Regions from separate parts of the Mus musculus genome. Here region 1 is linked to region 2. A link is a contact called in public HiChIP or PLAC-seq data. All regions are on one chromosome and are shown on one strand. The core of a region is the stretch at or near the end of the contact, and the rest is flanking DNA. Distances in the headings are between cores, read along the strand shown.

The links. HiChIP or PLAC-seq counts read pairs in DNA pulled down with a chosen protein or histone mark.
Region 1: an H3K27ac HiChIP or PLAC-seq map of VIP interneurons shows a contact between it and region 2, with 4 times the contacts expected there. The contact joins two enhancer-like sites. A contact is called at or near these places in 4 of 484 Hi-C or Micro-C datasets (the HL-1 cell line, cerebral cortex, cortical neurons and 1 more) and 2 of 115 datasets of contacts at active chromatin or transcription factors (VIP interneurons and heart atrium).

Annotation. Positions count from the first base shown.
Region 1 is chr13:92,913,198-92,919,701 of GRCm38.p6, forward strand. No RefSeq gene overlaps it. Among named protein-coding and RNA genes, the nearest start is that of Gm31630, 33 kb to the left of the region's middle. Within about 2 kb of position 2,939, at least 29 of the 459 cell types and tissues checked have an H3K27ac peak or open chromatin away from gene starts, as enhancers often do. A contact at or near this core is called in VIP interneurons and heart atrium, where this site is marked.
Region 2 is chr13:92,748,974-92,755,818 of GRCm38.p6, forward strand. It overlaps Thbs4 (thrombospondin 4), which reads right to left. Exons shown (of 22, transcript NM_011582.3): 18 at 6,396-6,444; 19 at 6,116-6,312; 20 at 5,295-5,467; 21 at 3,381-3,520; 22 at 2,613-2,839. The coding sequence ends at 2,778. Among named protein-coding and RNA genes, the nearest start is that of Thbs4, 42 kb to the right of the region's middle. Within about 2 kb of position 2,963, at least 55 of the 459 cell types and tissues checked have an H3K27ac peak or open chromatin away from gene starts, as enhancers often do. A contact at or near this core is called in VIP interneurons and heart atrium, where this site is marked.

The DNA.
Region 1 (6,504 bases), core at 1,689-4,188, 160 kb after region 2:
ATACCTCTCTCATTGAGCTGAAGGGGTTCCAGTTGTCCTTAGGCTTGAGGAGTCCTGGCCTGAAGTTGTATGGTGGTGGGTTGAGAGCAAAATTCACGGAATTCCCAGAATGGTTACGGATACAGGACTGGGATCTACTGGGAAGAGATTAACTCTGTGTCACTTGAAAGTACATTGCAGAACACACTGTAAGGGACAGGCTAGCAAATTAAATTTGTATGCCAAAGGCCAGACTTCAAGGACCTAGGAGCTTGCCTCCTTTCCACAAAGAAAAACATCAGTGGGGAGTTTTATGGTGATTGTGGTATTATGATGTGGCTTATGATGTCAATGGAGTTCAGCACACGTGGCTTATGATGTCATTGGAGTCAGCACACATGGCTTATGATGTCACTGGAGTCAGCACACATGGCTTATGATGTCACTGGAGTCAGCACACATGGCTTATGATGTCATTGGAGTCAGCACACATGGCTTATGATGTCAGTGGAGTTAACACAAGGCTTATGATGTCATTGGAGTCAGCACACATGGATTATGATGTCAATGGAGTTAACACATGGCTTATGATGTCATTGGAGTCAGCACACATGGCTTATGATGTTAGTGGAGTTAGCACATGGCTTTTGATGTCATGACCTTCAACTTTCCTACTCTCTAAGGTGCCTGCTGTGCTCTCGGGGCTGTCAGAAGGGCAATGGAAAGGCTAGGTGAGGGGAGAAGGGATGTTGGGGGTTACTCAGGTGATGGCACCTAAGAAGGCTGTGATAATCCTCTGTGTGCCTGAGCTCAGCAGGTATAGAGCATGATGCTGTAGAAGACAGACTTGGTCCCTAACTGAAATCACAGTTGAGCGAAAGCACAGGAAACTGGGAGCAAGGATAAACCAGGATAGCCAATGGGGAAGTACTCTGTCAATGATGTCAATTGGGAGTGCTACCCTCTCGCTCACCTGCACCAGCACTGATGGGCAGGGTTTTAAACCTCTTTTTTTTTTTTTTGAAAGATCAACAAACCTGATTTTATTATGACACAATATTTCTGTCATTGGTTCTGCACAAAATTATATACAAAGAAATATATACAAAAACGTTCAAGTATTAAATTTCAATTCAAGGCTTCTGTTTCAAAAGCTACATTTAACATACTTCAGAAAGAGCACAAACTAGTCATTTCAAATAAATTTCCAACTGCTTTTGGCTTCTATATCTATATCTACATCTACATCTATTTCTGTATATATTATTCATAGGCACTGAAATCCATGGAGGAATCAAATTCAATTTGGACGTGACCCTTACCCCACAGCCTGGGTGAGGAGCCAGATAATAGGTACAGCATGGCTCTGCAGAGCACATGGGAGGGGAGAGGCTGGGTGTGTGTGAGGAAAGAGGCTAGAGCAGAGTGTGCATGGTCTGGAGCCCTAGTCCTCACAGGACACACAAATCTTTATGGACCATTGTCCTCTGATGGCAAAAGCAATGTTTTTTTTTTTCTCATCTCTCAGTTCCTAGGGTGATGGGAGCACTCATAGTCACCGTCTCTTGTTATTTTAGTCAGAGGACAAAGCTTCAGCTGGGTACTTGTAGACACTCTGTGTCCCAGCCTCCTTGGCACCTGGCAGAAGCCACGAGGCTCAGCTCTGCCAGGTGTAGGAGAAACTGATGCGGCCAATTTCTGACCACATCCTAGATGGGGCAGCTACTCATCTGCAGCCCCCTTCCCTCCTTCTTGTGGCAGTGGACAGGAAACCCAAACTACAGGTACAGTGAGGCTAAGCCAGTTCCACTAGGGAAGTGAGGTCAAATAGAATAATGAGGACAAGTGAATCTGGGTCCCAATACATTCTTGAGGAGAGTCACCTTCCACCCTTGACAATGCCCCTCTCCTAAGAAACAACTGCAGGAAGGAATATAATCTGCCATTCTTGGACCACAGTGTTTGGGGGGGTCTTTGTTACAGCTCCTTGATGCTTTATACTAGCACTCAACATAGTTACTCACTATTACTTCACGGAGGAAATGCCAATAAATGGCTTTAAAAATGGCATCTCAAAGGAGGTAATATATCTAGGGAACTGGACACCATCAAATTCAATGGCAGGAAGAGAAGTGGAAAAAGGCATACAGTATCAGACACCATGGGAATCTGCAGGGAGGTAGTGGCTGTAGGTGGTAGCCCATCTGAAACAGGGGACTCCATGTGGATGGCTTGGTTCCTATTTGGCTTTCTTGGAGGTGGGTGTCCTAATTTGGATACAGGGAAAAAGTCAGCAAAATTATTAGGTATTAGTCAGCTATTAGTTGAGTCTTGGACATATGGGGTTGGCAGTTATGAGAGCTAATGCTGAGCTTCCTGGATTGTCACCAAGGATAGCAATCTGGCTCGTTGTAAGGTTAGCTATACAGAACAGGCTACAGACTCTGTTGTAGGTCAGAGGCTGGTGTCCTGGGCAGGTCACTGCAGGCCATGGATCCAAGTTCTATTTTGGTATGGGATCTTGTCCAGTTATATAGTACCCCGTGGCTAATGAGAACAGTCTTATCACAGGGGAACACAGCAGTGATGAAGGTCATGTTTCACAGCAATCTTAATCAGCACAGAACAGTGGGAGAAAAAGGGTTCCATTCATCCTGATGGAGACACAGAGTGCACAGTCTCAGAGCAGAGGTCACCAGGACTAAGGGGTAGGTATACTATGACCCAGGGTGACAGTGGACAGGACTTTAGTGATCCTAATCCTTGCCTACAAGAAGTGGGTAGTGGGCTCAGTGCCTTCCATCTTACAGGGTTTCCCCAGAGCCCAGCAAGCCCTAAAGCACACCGTGGATTTGACAGGACAGCGGTCAATAGAAAGGCTTCCTTTATTAGTGTGAATCAGGACTTGTGAGCAGAACTGAATACAGAAGAGGCCCATTGATTGTCCACAGATGTCTGAACAGTACCCAGCTGGCAGGTCCTAGCTCCCTTTTAAATCTGGTTTCCATCCCTGTGGCATGTAGGACCAGAGACCCTTCATGAAATGGAGCTGAGAGCTGGCCTGGGGCTGCCTTCCTTATTGGGTAACACCTCTCCTCCCTAGTGGCAGACACTCCAGCTCCCGTGCCTTAGTTTCCAAGAACATTGGATGTCTGCTCAACTGGAGACAAGGTTTCCTTATTCTTAGTTTTCTCAGAGCTTATTCACTCCCAGACCAGCAGGCCTTTCCTTCCAAGGCTCTCCTCAGCCCCAAGAACTTCAGGCAATCTCAACAGAGTCTTGGGTTTTCATAGTCAGGGCAGGCCCAAGGAAGGAGCTGACTGTACCTGGCTGTGTCACAGAAGGCTCTCAAGTTTCCCAACTGTAACATTTCCAAATGGGAACACTTCGTTCTTTCCCCAGTCCTGCTCTCTTCCCTCAGCCGTTCCCTTTTCTGCTACAAGCATCAGTATTCAAGCAGATTGGATCCCAAACCATTCTTTCTTTTTTCCTTCAGTTTTTTCTCAGAGTAGGAATGCTATTAGAAGTTCTGCTGGATCTCCTCTCCATGGAAAAAACATGGAAGAGAGGTACCCGTTCTCATCTGCATTGTCTGTCACCATTTTTTGTAACAACCTCTAGTTCACATCACCCATAAACTTCTTCCTCCATGAGCCCAAGAATGAGATTTTTCTCTGAGACAAGATCCCACTATGTAGTCTTGGTTGGACTGGAACTCACGGAGTTCACCTACCCCTGCCTCCTAAGTGTTGGGAGTCAAAGCTCACGCCACTGTAGCTGGTTTTGCTACTTTGTGGGTTCTTCTTCCTTCTATCCTTTTTCACTCTTTTAACCCCCAAAGACTATACAGGAGAGAAAAAAGGATAGAAAGGAAAGGGGGTGACGTTATCATTAGACTACTTCCTGCTGATTAGGGGTGTTGAGTTCCTTGAGGCAAGTTTGATCTTCTCCATCAGGGCATCTAATTTCTTCTTTGCGCATGACCACTTAACAAACTGCGACCACCAGCAATCAACAGCAACCAACCAACAGCCAACAGCAACCAACAACAACCAACCAACAGCCAACAGCAACAAACAGCAACCAATCAACAGTCAACAGCCAACCAACAGCAACCAACCAACAGCCAACAGCAACCAACAGCAACCAACCAATAGCCAATAACCAACCTCTCAGGGCTCTAGCATTTCTATACCCTCCAAAAAGTTCCCAGAATTACGAACATCACACATTCATAGAAACTATCTGCAGCTAGAAAAGCCACACTCCTGCTAGAGCATGAGGCAAATCACAGTCAGCTGCTGTGCACAATCTGAAACAGCTGCACATTCTCACAGCTGGAATTAAGATGAAAACAAATCCTATTTCCATGATTCTCAAAGAAACCAAAATCCTCGCTACATATCACCACACATGCCCAAGAACAAGATTCTTAAACAGTTTCTTGTTCAACATGCAATGTCACTGCCCCACCCCATCCCTCATACAGCCCATCTTCCTCTGCCCTTCCCTGCCCCATCCCCTCCATCACAGCCCATCTCCCTCTGCCCCATTCACAACAGTTTTCTCAAAAAGCCAACCCCTTTCCCTCTCGAGGGATCCTTCCTGGTTTGCAATATTCCTACCTTTCCCACAACTGGTTTTTAGTCATTTAATGTTTCCTCTTAAATATTCCTTCCTCAGAGATGTCCCTGGTCACTCTGTTCAGATGCCACCTTCCTTACTTTCCTCATCAGAGTGTAACTTCTCCCCATGGCAGGCTTCATAGTTATTTAATTATTTGCTTATTATTCATAAGCAAATATGAGCTGTAAGGGTTTGCTCACTGTTGTGTTTTTAGTGCTTGGCACAGAGTAAATTCTAGAAATAGCTATTAAATTGATGACTACATGGATGGATAGTATTCTGGGGATGTCATCACTGGACCAGAGCAAATGCTTCAAAATGTCACTTAGGTCAGTCAAGCTAGACCTTAGTCCACAAATTCAGATAAATGTCAATTCATTAGGTTCAATTTGATATTCATGGAATGTCCATAGTATAGAGATCCATATTGTGAGACAGATGTGGAGCTTGCAGAGAGTGGTGGAGGTGTGGCTATGACAGAGGGCAGGGTAAGTACAATCAAGACAGGAGAGGTAGAGGAACTGATGGGGCACAGCAGGCTGGAGTTTGGGGTGTCTGGGAACAGGCTGCCCACTTGAGCATGGTGGGGCCCATTTCTCCCCTCTTCTGAGTAGGAGAACAGTGAAAATCTGACTCTCAAAAGATTTGCTACCAGGTGTTCCGTGACTGTTGTTAGCCTGTTGTTCTGGGCACCTTGCCAGACACTGCCAGGTGGGCATGGTCATCACCTCAGGGCAAATGACCAAACTGTCCAGGTAAGTACCAGGTAGCTCTAAATCAGTGTTTGAGCAGTGGTTCCCTGGGATGGACTGGGATGGACTGGGATGGAGAATTAGTGTAGGAGTGTTGTCACCAACCACTAGGAGAAAGATGTCAGCCACATCAGCTAAGAGGGAAATTGAACAAAAGGAACCGGTGAGATGGCGGCTTCAGCTGAGGCCACAGGAACTAGGGAGCCATCATCAGAGTTGTTGGCTGGGAGGCTGGATTGTACTTCAAGGGTCCAGCCTGTTACAGCAAGAGTATTAGTTTGGTTGGAGCTTGAGGCAGCTGATCACGCTGCATCCACAGTCAGGAAGCAAAGGGAGATGGATGCTAGTGCCTGGCTGCCTTCTCTTTTTTTATTTGGTATAGCAGTTAAAGTGGGTCTTCTGCTCTCAATTAACGTAGTCACAGAAATCCATCATAGACATGCCCAGAGATTTGCCTCAAAGACAACTTTATATCCTGTCATGTGGATAGTTCATACAAACCATCACAATGTTATCCTAAATTCCCGTCCTGAGTCTAGACTGTTCTCATGTTCTTCAGACTCATAATTATGTTTAGCATCTCGACTTAATAGTTCCCAAATACACCCCCAAGTCCCTATCCTTCCTTGCAACCAATTCTCTCGGCAGCCCTAAATGGTACCTCTCCTCTGAGTTTCTCAAGCCGATTGCTTGGAGTCCCTCGTTGTTACTTGTTTTCTCTAATCTCTTGTTTAATCCCTGAGGATGTTTTTAAAAATCTATGCCATAGCAGATGCCATGTTATTCAAGCCACTGCAGATGTCTGATGTCCCTTCAATGCCTCTGTCAACCACCTCCTACCACTGTTGGAACACTGTTCCCTCTAGCGAGGTGCCTCCTGGTCCTTGGAGTCTTGCATGGAATCCTGCACATCTGTCCAGTTTATTGCTTCACATCCTTCCCGTCTTTGCTCATGAGTCGTCCCTGAACACACTAGTTAAACTGCTCTCTCCTACTCTCTTCATTCTATCCCTCGCCCCCACTGCCTTCAACTAGACAGTATTTGAACAACTTCTCACTTACCCTTGATCTCCTCCCCAATCCCACACTAAGACATACACCTTACAAAAGCAAAGACATTTTCTATTTGTTCACAATTGTCCCTCAG
Region 2 (6,845 bases), core at 1,713-4,212:
TGTCTGTCCACCATGCATTGGATGACACACATAAGGGAAGGTAAAAAGAATGAAATCTATTCTAGAAAAAGCCAGTGTTGCTAGGACCCCACATGTGGCTCCAAACGGAACCTCTCCTCCTCTCAGTTCATGGTACCAGCCACTTGGCTCCCAAGATGCCTTACTTCAGGGTCAGGTATTTTAAACTCTGTTTACTTGTTTACTTATTTACACTAATTAGCTGCTTCCTTCCCTGTTAGCTTTCTAATCTGGACCATAAAATGATGCTCGATGGAATTTAAATAATAGTGACTACCTCCTGTGCCTCTGACATCATCCTTAACTCTGGAGCCCACCTGAATAGTGAAGAAACAGACACTCACTTCTGTTTGTGAAACACAGGCTGGTGCCCTGGGTGGGGAAGGAAGGGTCTCCTATCCTGATCAGGCAGGGGCAGAATGCCTATGACTCCTTTTCTTTGCCTCCTCCTGTACCCTGGGTGATACTCTCCCCTATATCCTCTGTGATTTCACCCAGGCATGGGCTTTCCTCACAGCGATGTCTCCTCCACCCTAAGCATTGGAAGCAATCAGGACAGGACAAACATTGGAATGACTTCACATAGTGAGTGATTGTGTCTGCTTCAACTCCGGGACCATTCATATCAAGTTGGATTTACAGGATCTCTTAGAGAAAGAGCTAGAACTGACCGGAAAACCTCCTCCCTGTCTGTTAGCCTTCACAGTGTTATGCAGGCTTCTCAAGAGAGAAAAGATGTCCATGGTCTTCCCTAGTAGTGGCCCCAACATGCAAAATGTTTGTACTGGTGCAACAGGATATGAAGGTTATGGGGGGCAAAGATCTGCTTTCTAATTGGATGATGGGAGGCCCGCCGCACAGGAGGGAATTCACGTCCGGTATTGTAAACCTGGTCAAGAGCTTGGGAGATGACAGGATCTAGAGGAAACCTATTGTTGTTTCAATACGTTGACATGTTGACAATCTGCCTTCTAAGCATTTATAGACTGGCACTGTTGTCAACCCTGACCAGGGATGCTCCAGCTGAAGTGGAAGCAGAGGAGCCTCAACCCTTCAAAGCCCCGAGATTGACTGTCCGAGTGTTCAGCTCTCAGTGAGACACCTATATCAATCCCACCAAGGCAGAGGGAACATCACACAAGAGGGGACAGGAAGAAGGTGAGATCTGAAGGATGCTGCAAAGATTAAACCTAGACTCCCTAGATCTGATCAGACAACACGCCTGCCTAGTGGATGACAGTATTTTGTGTACATGCTTTGATAGGCTTCAGTGATAAGAAGTATTTCTCCAGAAGAAGATCTGGAACCTTCCTCACAGTGCCTGGTAAAACACCGAGAGGCCCAGAGCGAGAGCATCCGAATAGCTCTACAGGTACCTGTACTATAGAGTGAAGAATGAGAGTGGTAGAGCTCAGAAGCTACCTTGGTGTTAGCTGTAAAAGAGGGGTGCTTGAAAGGTAACCATTTCCTGTCATTGAGTCCCCCTCCCTGCCCAGGGATTTCGGAATTTAGGAAGGGCTGTAGATGTGTTTCACCCAGAGATTGAGAAGAGTCATTGGCAGCCATGTGAACTCTGAATACTATAGCCATGGTAAAAGTGGGAGGAATGTTTATAATTTATGATACTCTAGGGAATTATGGGAATGAAAAATACATTGCTGAGCTGTGGTTGAGGCTCAGCTGGTTTAGTATGCCTAGAATTCAATACCTAGCAGGACACGAAACCAGGTATGATGCATACCTTTAAACCTAGTATGAAGAAGTCGGGGCAGGAGGACCAGAAGCTCACGGTGATCTTTGGTCACACAGAGAGTTTGGGACCAGTCTGGTTTATATGAGAACCCATCTAAAACCATAAAATAATAATAAAATAAATTGCCAAACTTCTTTAGAATTAAATCTCAAGGGGATTTATAAAATTTCTGGGTATCTTGATTGACTACTGGAAAGTATCGGCTAGTACACAGCTGCAGAAAGCTTCTGCCCTGTACACATGGTGACTGGCTCTACTGTCATTGTCACCAGACCCTACATCCCACTGTTTTTGTTACCTCAAAGGCAGCCACTCTCCCTTCACTGCCCAGCGAATGCTTACTGGCTGTTTGCTTCCTGCCTGGTACTGTGGGATCTGAATACAGTGACAGACATAGAATGACAAGATCTGTTTTCTTCCATTTGACTCACAGGACGCTAGGGGGAGCCAAATCCGTAAGTGTCTGTGGAAGGAGGTGACAGAAAGGCTGAGGGAAGGGTGTCAGAAGAACAAGGCAAGCTTAGTTCAGGTTTCTCAGGATGTCACCTCCTCCCGAAGCCTGGGGTGGGGGTGGGGGGCTTCCCTGGAGACTACATTCCAAGAATGAGGAGTCTGTGTGAACAGAAAGCAGGCTTTAGCATGGCACTAAATAGGGTCACCCCAGAAATGACCTTTGGTTTGGCTGTCCGGTTCATACCCGTGCTCCGTGGCACACAGTACATACTCAAGGGGGTGGGGGTGGGGGAATAAAACCAATCTGGTAAGTTTATCAAGGATTCCTCAGAAAACAACACACATCACCAAAGCCTGAGCTTCCATTAGAAACGACTGAGCACCATGGTTATTAGAAATAGTCTCTTCTTTATTTCCACATTCATATAAAAAGTTTTGACGTATTTGGGCTGGTAAAAGAAAAGCCATGATAATATAAAGAGAATTATAGGAAGTTTTAAAAAAGATGTTGCTTTTGGTGTTTGAGAAGGCAGTTGTGGGATTGCTTCTTGGCTCAATTATCCAAGCGGTCGAAACTCTGGGTCTGGAACTCCTGGAAGTCCTCTGGTATGGTGTCTGCAACAAGAATCGGGGTGGTAGTTAGTTAATGAGGATCCTTCCAGGCTGGAATCATGGCCACCACATGCCGCCCAGGCCTCCTGTAGGGGGCGCTGTCAGCTCGCCTGAGACTCCCACAGGCTCGCAGCCATTTTCTACTTCAGGTTGCTTTGTTGCAAATCCTTGGCTTAAAGCCCAGCAGGGCTTATTCATAGGCCTAGGGAAAATTAGCAGGCAGAGTGCCTTTTTAGTCTGTGATTATGTTTGAGTCTAATGAAAAAGAAAGGCTGCCTGTAAATTAAACTGACGGAATTTCTCACCGAACCCCTAACTCTAAAACATGCAGTTAAATTCTATGGGTTTCAATTTTCAGATTTGGGAAGCAGGAAAGCCTGGCTCTGCCTTCCTCTTATGTTATGCAGGGTACATCACCATCACGCACGTGGTGGTGAGGCTTTGGGGCGGGGGGGGGGGGCGGGGTGGGAGGATGCATGTTATAGAAATAAGATTTCTTGGTTGCTCCCCTGTGCTGTTGAGGGGCACTCAGCATGAAGGTTACCGTTGCAGCGGTACTTGAGGTTGGACCAGATGATGTTTTCTTGAGAGAAGCAGAACACACCAAGTCGGCCTCCACGCATGGTGGTGTCTATGGTGACCCCAGAGTCAGCCACCAACTCCGAGCCTTCATAAAAGCGCACCCTGCAGAGAGCACAGGTGTCCACGGTGAGGAACATGGTGCCACTTCCGACTCTTGTACTTACCTCTTTATTCAGACATGTTGTTTTCCACTAACTCTAGTTGGTCCCTCCCCAGTGAGGTTAGAAGTTCCCCAGGACAGGAACCAAGAGTCCACGGCTCCCTAACTTGGTTTTTAACAGGCCCAGCATGGTGTCAGGTGCATAGTTCCTGGATCGGTACTTGCTGGTGAATTAAAACAAAATAGCTTGACATCACGGACAAGTGGTTTTGTGGCTTCACTGTCTTGTGAGTTATTTTCTCTGGATACTGTACCTAGAAGCCCTGCGCTTTCTTCTTTGGTCTAGCTGATTTCACTGGTGGACTCTCAGAGCCTTGATCAGTAGCTTTAGGCAGTTGTGGGGGCAATTTCAGTTGTCATAGTAGCACTGAGGGACAGAAGCCCCTGGATGCCAGCCTTCAATACCCCGGAGTGAGTTAGCCAAAGCTTGCCCTGTGCTCTGTACCCTTGTGGAGTGTCATGGGGAAGGTGAGCTGCGCCTCGCCTCGGAGAGGCAATGGCGTTTTACCCTGAGCATCATTTTCTTTTTTTTTTTTAAGATTTATTTATTATTATATATGAGTACACTGTAGCTGTCTTCAGACACACCAGAAGAGGGCATCAGATCTCATTGCAGATGGTTGTGAGCCACCATGTGGTTGCTGGGATTTGAACTCGGGACCTTTGGAAGAGCAGTCAGTGCTCTTACCCACTGAGCCATCTCTCCAGCCCGAGCATCATTTTCTTCTGCATTGATTTTAAGTTAAACTCCCCAATTAATTCCCCAGGGTAAACCAAGAAGTGCCTGAGCATGCCGTTCTGTTCGAAAATTAAGAGTTGGCTCCTGTATGGGTATTGTCAACACCACTGTAATACTTAATTCTCAGACACACTACTCTGTGTTTAAATGCCACCTTCATGTGAGTCTAGGAATGGTTCCAAGGAGCTATTTCCTTTGGTTGTATAGCAATCAATTCTTATTTCTCTGCAGTTTTAGGGTTCAGATGGACTTTTCTAAAATTATATACTTAGAAGGATCATATTTTTATAGCTCTGATTTCATTTTTGGAACAGAAAAGGCACATTGAGCTCCATCAGGTAAGGGCCTGGCCACACCTGGTCTCCCTGTGTGGTGAACAGAGGCAGGTGACACAAGGGCACAGAGAACAGAGCATGAATCAGCTCTCACTGCCTTATTTTCACTAGATGCATCCGTCTACCTGGTACCTCCCACCCTGGCTAGGAAGCTGCAACCCACATACCCCGGAGCACACCACACACGTGCTGCAAGTCTGGGGCGTGAACCCTGACTGCATTTCAACAAGAGCAGTTGAACACACAAAACAGCAGCAACAGAAACAAAACAGTCCTATAAAGAAGCCGAGGCCATCACACCAGTCCCGGGATGAACAGTTCTCTCTTGCACAGTCCGTGCCAGGCATTGTGATGAACACTAGTGAGACCCAAACCACAGAGGCTGCCCTTGTGGGACTCATGACCCAGTAGCGAGGACAGACTGCAAGGGGGCTCTTTGGTCAGTGTGGACTAGGTTCCATGGGGCCTGGAGGAGTCTCGGGAATGTCTGGGTACCATCTCAGCATCTCGTCTCTGCTGTCCCCTTCATCAGCTCCTCCCTCACACTTCCCTAAGAGCACACCCAAAGCATGGCCCCCCCTGAAGTACCTTAGCTCTGCAGCTTGGTCCTCCCCACCCACGGCAGAAGGGCCCTCAGCCTACCTGATGTAGCCCACCTGGGGCCTATGCTGCAGGAACCAGCGGTAGGAGACCTTGTCCTTCCAGCCCACATTCCTGGAGTCCTTCCACAGCAGCCTGACCTGGTCGCTGGTGTCCCCTGTGTGCCACAGGGAGTTTCGGAGATGTTCCCCTGGGCCAGTTTTAGACTTCACAGCCTGGACAAAGACATGGGCAAAATGTTAGGTCAGGACATACATAGATCCTTTTCTGCTTCAGGTGTCTGAGGTAAACATAGAGGTGGACTCATGTTCATTGCAAGGGTATGTAGTTTCATGCTGGCACAAGCATAAACCTTCAGTGTCATTTCTACTGAGCTGGCCCCAGCCCCGGGGAATTTAGCAGTGGATGGCACTATGCTGCTCACTCTACCTTTTTCCTGATACAAATCTGTCGCTCTGCCTATTTGCCCACTGAGGGATCCCAACGGATGTCTGGCTGTGGAAGTGTGCTTCCTGCCCTAGCAGGAGTGAAAGAAGTAGCCCGTTGTTCCTGTGTAGTCCATCCCTTTGATTGAACACATTGGCTAGCTAGCTTTTAACACGGTCTGCCTCAGGTATGCCTTAAACCTTCTCCGCCTCTTTGACCCCACTCAGCCTGACATTTGCAGTATGAGTCGCATAGGTTGAAAGGTGCAGGCTCAACAGAAGGCAGGCAAGGTTGTCGCTCAAGGCTCCCCAGCCAAGTTTCTCCTTGACTGCACTCGTTTCTCAGATTAACTTAGTGACTTTTAGGGGAACTCTAAACATAAAGGAAGGTGAAGGGTCTAGAAGAAAAGAAGGCATGGGGATTCAAACTGCCATTACCTTGAGCTGAATACCAGGTTCTGCTACTGCACGGAACGGTGTAGCCTGCCAGTATGTCTGCTCCGTTTGCTTCCACATGACTACATAGAAGCTGGAGCTGTCTTGGTAACCAAAAATAAAGCCAGCATAGTCATCATCTGTCTGGGTGTTTACGTGGAAGGTCCCTTCAAAGTCAACTCCGTTAAATGCCGTGTACCCTGTGGAGAGGAAATGCAATTAGAAGAGGCTACACTAACAGCTGACTGAATTCTACACACACAGCCAGAGGCCCAGGACGTACCAACAGCTAGGCCAGGGTCACTGTTCATGGTCTGCACAATTTCCATGCCCTGTGGAGAGAGGGGAAGACGTTCAGGACTTGAGGGGAGCTGAGAGAACTTGGGGCAGCCCATAACCTCAGGCACCGAGGTGACTGTGTCCAGTACAGAACAAGCATTGCTCTGTTTGATATTGACTTAAAGGAGGTGAGTGTATGGCTTTCGCTAATACTGCCACATAAGCTGACTTAATAAACCCCAAGCCAGGCAGGCTATGGCATACATTCTGAGGGACACTGTGACGGCTGGTTTGCTTTGTCAGCTCAATGCAATGTAGATCACCTGGGAAGAGACTCCTGATGACGGACTGTCTAGACTAGGTTGTCCCATGTGCACATCCGTGGGGTAATTGTCCTGATTATGTTAGTTGGTGTGGGAAGACTGGCACCATTTGCTGGGTTTGGTCTAGGACT